2 separate regions of the Ovis aries genome follow, and region 2 is linked to region 1. A link is a contact called in public Hi-C data. All regions are on one chromosome and are shown on one strand. The core of a region is the stretch at or near the end of the contact, and the rest is flanking DNA. Distances in the headings are between cores, read along the strand shown.

Region 1 (3,061 bases), core at 166-2,665:
TATGTGGTTCAGTGATCAGGCTGTTCTTTCTCATTTAGAAAGCTGTTCTTTTCACTCCCCTCCTGCTTGTTAAAATTTTACTTGTACTTCAAATACTAACTTAAAATACTGCCTCTGTGCAAAGTTTCATGATAACTATGTTTCATGTTTTGGTATAATAGTATACAGCACTTTTAAGTTCACAATAATTTTATGAGGTAGTTATGTTAATATCTTCAGTTTATGGATGAGGAAGCAAAAGCAAATAAGGATCAGGTAAACAATCACAAAAACCACAAAGCTACTAAGTGGTGGGTGGGGATTTGAATGCAGATAGTTTGTCTCCTAAATTAGTTTATACTGGCTACTATCATTTTGCATTATCAAAAATAGGTGACCCTCCCTTTTCTGGCCCAACAGTACATGTTTGCACTTGTACTTAGCATTTAGGGTTAAATGTCTGCCTCTCCAACTAGACTGGGTTCCTTTGGAGCAACACGTTCTCTTTTAAGTCCTATTTCCCAAACTAACATGTCTGAGAGGCAATGTACATCTTAAACATTTCACTCGTGAATGCTCAGCTCTCCTCACCTCCGGAAAAACTTGGCAAGCAGTTCCCTGTTCTTAGCTACTCCAGCTTTGCGCCCACAGTGCGGAAAGTTAAAATAAATTCGATCAAATTCTCTGTGTGGTTCAAAGGCATCTGCCAGGTGGGTGCAGTTCACACCGAAGCGTACCTCATTACCTGGCATGAAATATAGACAGGAGGATGTAATAAAGCCTTGGAACGAGAGAAAAACCCTCCCCAACACGAAGTGCAAAACAGCCCAAGTCCAGGCACACAGCAGGCTGTCTGTCAATGTCCATGGGAAGATGAAGTGCGTGTGTGCTAAGTCGCTTTGGTCCAGTCAGACTCTTTGAGACCCTATGGACTGTAGCCGGCTAGGGTCCTCTGTCCATGTGATTCTCCAGGTAAGGATCCTGGAGGGGGGTGCCATGCCCTTCTCCAGGGGATCTTCCCCACCCAGGGATCTCTTAAGAACCCGCATCTGTTACGACTCTTGCATTGGCAGGCGGGTGTTTTACCACTAACAGCCACCTGGGAAGCCCCGGGGAAGACCAAGAGCAACGGCCAAGTTCCCTGAATCCCCACTATTCCCACCCTTTCCACTTCGAGGGGCGCCACAGCTGGGCGTGGCTTCGTGGAGGGCGGGGCTTCGCTACCTCGCTCGCGCAGGCGCTGTATGTTCTCTCGGGCCACCAGATCCCGGGCCAGGTCCGCTGAGCGCTGGGGACAGGTGGCGGTTAGACTAGTGTTTGGATCCAGGGTCTCACCCAGAGCGACGGCAAAAGAGAAATTCCCTTCCCCAACCAACAGGAGGCGCCGCGGGGCCATGGCCCCCACGTGCTCCCATCTCAAGTTCTTCGAGGCGCTCTTTTTTTACGTCACTTCCTTCGCGATTCTCTTGTGGCCCCACCTTTTCACGCGTAGCTGGTTGATGACGCGTCACAGCGTCTGGTTGTCTTGACAAACTGGGGCGGCGACTTCCCGAGTAGGAAAATAGCCATGAGAGCAAGAGCGAGACACCGGCCACGCAATCCCATCACTCCCTCACCCCATCGGAAGTGTTAAATGCTTTTGAGCCCAAGGGCGGCCCTGAGCGACTTCAAAGCCTGAGGCTTTGAGGAGTCACTAGCTTCGGGGGGTTGGGGGCGGGGGTGTGGGGGGGGTGTTCAGACAGGTCGAAGTGAGTTCTGAGTGAACGAAGCAGGGCTGGGCTGAGGCCGAGGAGAGATGGTGCTGTGTTCTGCATCCTGACTCAGAGGATTTTGTAACAGCCTTCATCTCATCTGAAATGACTGCAACCGATTATCATTGTTATTCGGAGTTTTTCCAGGTGCTTCTTTCCCCTACCTTTTATGCATTGAAGAAGTGTTGAGTGTTATACCCCAGGCCTATGAAGGCTGTTCGATATATGGAGGAACAGGATGTGGCCTATGACTTCTCTGAGCTTGTAATGTGGTGGAGAATGCACGGCAAAAGAGACAATTCTGATTTAGTGAGATGCAGTACTATAAATGGAGTAATTCAGGTCGCTGAGGAACACACTGAAGGGGACCAAGTTTGGGGATGAAGTGGAAAGATTTTGTGGATGAAGTGCACCTGAGTTGAAAGCTAAGGGGAGTGGGGGGACTACACCTTACCTGAGTCAGGAGGACTGAAAAGGCAGAAGTAACAATAAATGCAAAAGCATGATGGGAAAACACAGTAGCTGAGTTTGACTGAAATGTGATTTGAGGGAGAGTGGATAACAGATGAGACTGAAAAGCAGAGACCAGTCATATAGGCATTTTTTTTTACAGCCTGAACCTTATTCTGAAAACAGTGGCCAGCCACTGAAAGATTTTTAAGTAGACGATGACACAATTAGATTTTCATTTTCAAAAATTCTGCTTTCCTATGGAGAAAGAATACAAGAAGAACAGGTTGGTGGCAAGGAGTCCAGATAGAAGGTTACTGCAGTAATGGAGACTAGGGCTGATAGTGATCTGAACTGAAACTTGGTAGTGGAGATGGAGGGTAGGTAGTGCACTGATTCAAAAATCAACAAGACCTAGCGTTCTTGCCTGGAGAATCCCAGGGATGCGGGAGCCTGGTGGGCTGCTGTCTATGAGGTTGCACAGAGTCAGACACGATTGAAGCGACTTAGCAGCAGCAACAGCAGCAGCAGCAGCAGTGATTGAATAGATGTAACGGAGTTCAAAGAGAGACCGAGAGTCAAACATAAGCCCCAGTTTTCAGGTTTGGACAACTAAGTGGGTGGGGATGTCTATCCTTAACAGCCCCAGGGACAATGTCATCTGAGTACTTGGCCTGAGGACTTTGTGGGACCAACTGCTCTTAGTCGTCATGCTGTTTGTTGACTTAAGTGCGTGCATCTGTCTTCACAAAGGCCCATGATGTGCGGGCAGTTACCTTTAAACTTAGTTGGCTTTGTCTTTAGCTGTGGAAAGGTGGGTGGGTGATGACTACCAAATCATGGCTACCTGGTGATCTGGGCGATCTAAATTCTTCCTTTGC
Region 2 (2,911 bases), core at 317-2,816, 170 kb after region 1:
GTGGGCCATAGTCCATGGGGTTGCAGAGTCCAACAGGACTGAGCGACTTCACTTTAACTTTCTTTTCTCATTTTCTGTTACCTGACTAAACCATTCTTTGACTCCTTCCTCACTTCCTAATTTGTTACCAATACAGTCCAACTCCTCATTCCTGCCCTGCAACAATACTTTCATCCTCTCCTTGTCTATTTTTCTCCTTAGTAACTGAAAAATAGGTACTTTTGATCAAGTCACCCCAGTGCTGGCCTAATGCGTCAGTTTCTTTGTTAGCCACTCAGGGCACTCCCTTATTTAACACCCAACCAATGTGTTTCAATGAGGTAGGTCCACACACAGCATACTTAACTTGGCCCTAATGGTTTTTCCAGTTTATTATCACCTCCTTGAGAGCGCCATTATTTTCTGTGTCACTTCCTCAATCAGACTGTAAAACTGCAGGCAGGATCGATAACTTATTTCCAAATTAACACCAGTGTAAGCTGGGAAAGCTATGGTACCAATTAATTCCCCCAAACCACTGCACTCATCTCATTCTAAGCCTATTCTTTAGCAGTTCTTAAGTCGTTGACCTTTTGGGGCTCAGGGACATGTGAGAATCAATGACGGTTACGGACGCAATCTACAGAAAAATACACACAGAAGCACAGAAAATGGGTGCGCTTTCAAAATGTTCAGGACCCGAAGATTTCGAACTAGGGTTCTTGCCACTTACCTTCCACGAGTCCTCCCCTTCCCACCACCTCCACTTCCCGCTAAAGCGGGGAATAACCATTTACCAAGGGCTTAGCTATTTCGGGAGGCTGGGGTACTAAGTAGTAAGTCACTTCTTTTCGCGGTCTTAAAGGATGACTGTCACCTCCATTTAAGAGGCACGGTAAGTAATAAGTGCAAGATCATGCAGCTAGTAAAGCTCGACGCCGGGGCTGGAACTATGCTCCGAAGCTCTTGTTCTAACCTAACAGTCTAGACTGACTACTTCAGCCCACTTTTATCCAATAATGCTCTACTACTATATCGTTTTCAAATACATTATTGCTTATGATCCTCGACATCCTGTGAGGCAGCAGGCCACTGCCTGCTGTGAAACCAAGACCTACGGTGGGTGAGTATTTTGTTTAGGGGCACGTGGCCTGTAAGGGACAGAGCGGTATGAGAAGCTGGGTCCTCTCAATGCCAGCCTAGAGAGCTCGCCACCAAACTAAGCTTCCGTGCACTTGCGACACCCGAACCTTTTTGCTTCGCTTTACACCTTCTCTTTCCCCTACGCTAGGCTCACAGGGCATCTGAGCACTGCAGGTAACGAGCGGCAGAAGTGACTCGTTTCTTTAGTGAGCAGAAGTACGCGCAGCAAGCACGGAGCGGCGGGCGGCCGCCCCACGCCGCCAGCGTTCAGAGCTCCGCGAGTGCCTGGGACTTGTATTCACCCTTCTTTCTCTTCACACTAGTCCCTGTCCCCGCACCTGTGCAGTGAACTGCGCTTTCTGCTGTTCGGCCGCCACCAGGCGTTGCAACTCGGCTTCATCCGCCTCACCCAGCTCCGCCATCTTCTGCGTCCAGATACCGACCTTCCGAGGAATTATCTGCGCATGTACGGCGGGCCCGCGCCAATTCCAACTTCCGGTTCACGCGGCGTTTTCCTTTTCTGTTTTCTTCCTCGTCGCGGGCGGATGTTGTCGTATGACTGCTTCCGGGTTGCTGGTTGACCTTGAACCTTCCAGAGCGACATGGCGACTCTCTGGAGGCTAAGTGTCCTCTGCGGCGTCAGAGAAGGGCGAGGTGAGGGCAGCCGGAGGTTCTTAGCACAGCCTCCAGCCGGGGAAAGGAATGCGGTTAGGATTCGTCTGCTGGGTGGTGAGACCTTTTCAGCGGGGGGCGCGGGGGGGGGGGTCCCTCCTTTCCTTTGGCACAGCATGACCAGCGTTGTCTTCGTGTCCAGATGTCCACCCGAGTGCGTATTTCCCCTGCTCTGGGCTGACGTGGTGATGGGGGTAGCCTGAAAGTTATAGTCCTGCAGCGGCTGTGTTCTCGAGTTCTCTTTTTCTCCGCATTCCCTGTCTTTGGAATGTTCCCACCCTGAATCAGAAAAAAGTGTCAGTGTTTAAGTCCCAATTTACGTATTGGTCGTTTTCCTTGGAGTTCAGTTCGATACTCATTGAGGGGGCGTTTGGGTTATACAAGTATACTGTAGTATGATTGGGTTAAAAATGTGAGAAAGCGCAGTTCCAACCCTTAAAAAGAGTTTCCATTTTTATAGGAAAACTACATAAGCGTAATATGACAGAAAGCAAAAACTACAGCACAGTATCTAAGTTGTATGCCAATCCAGAAGACTATACTAGCTCTGTGTTTCGGAACGATTATATTGTCTCACTTGCTGAAGGAGCTGTGCCTGATTTGAGTCTTGAGGGTAGGGAAGGCCACAGGAAGAAGGGCATTACAGTTAGAGCTAGTGGGATGAGCAGAAGCAATGATGAAAGGCATAGAAACTGCTTGTTGTGAGAGAAAACAAATTGGATGTTAGAACATGAAGCTCTAGGTGAGGAATGAGATGGTTCTGGAAAACTAAACTGAAATCAAATCTCAGAAAAATTTGTCTTGATGTGGAGTATGCATTTTTCTTTATGTGAAAGGGAGCCGGTGAAACATTTTACACAGATTTGCAGTTAGATTGACCACCTTGATAACTGTGTGATATTATAGATGGCCATCATGGTAGATGGGACAAGCTAAGACATAAGTTAGGAGATGAATTGAGACACTTATTGTAGTAGTCTAGGCAAACATGGTGAGGTCCTGAAGTTGGAAAGTAGTACTTAAGAGTCTCAAGAAATGCTAAGGAGTTATATCAGTATGATTTGGTATTTGACTGAATTTAGAAGGGAAGTCTTACATGATTTCCAGATTTTTGGTT

The links. Hi-C and Micro-C count contacts between places; a contact is called where the count stands out from the background.
Region 2: a Hi-C map of muscle shows a contact between it and region 1, with 5 times the contacts expected there. The contact joins the promoter of TIMM8B here to the promoter of FDXACB1 in region 1. A contact is called at or near these places in 4 of 16 Hi-C or Micro-C datasets (blood, liver and muscle).

The regions. Positions count from the first base shown.
Region 1 is chr15:21,915,872-21,918,932 of ARS-UI_Ramb_v3.0, forward strand. It overlaps FDXACB1 (ferredoxin-fold anticodon binding domain containing 1), which reads right to left and starts at 1,416. Exons shown (of 5, transcript XM_004016016.6): 1 at 1,204-1,416; 2 at 571-724. The coding sequence starts at 1,375. CFAP68 (cilia and flagella associated protein 68) reads left to right here and starts at 800. Exons shown (of 4, transcript XM_060399276.1): 1 at 800-951. The coding sequence starts at 907.
Region 2 is chr15:22,081,045-22,083,955 of ARS-UI_Ramb_v3.0, forward strand. It overlaps TIMM8B (translocase of inner mitochondrial membrane 8 homolog B), which reads right to left and starts at 1,567. Exons shown (of 2, transcript XM_004016024.4): 1 at 1,461-1,567. The coding sequence starts at 1,544. It overlaps SDHD (succinate dehydrogenase complex subunit D), which reads left to right and starts at 1,698. Exons shown (of 5, transcript XM_060399701.1): 1 at 1,698-1,776. The coding sequence starts at 1,725. NKAPD1 (NKAP domain containing 1) reads left to right here. Exons shown (of 7, transcript XM_060399700.1): 7 at 1-108.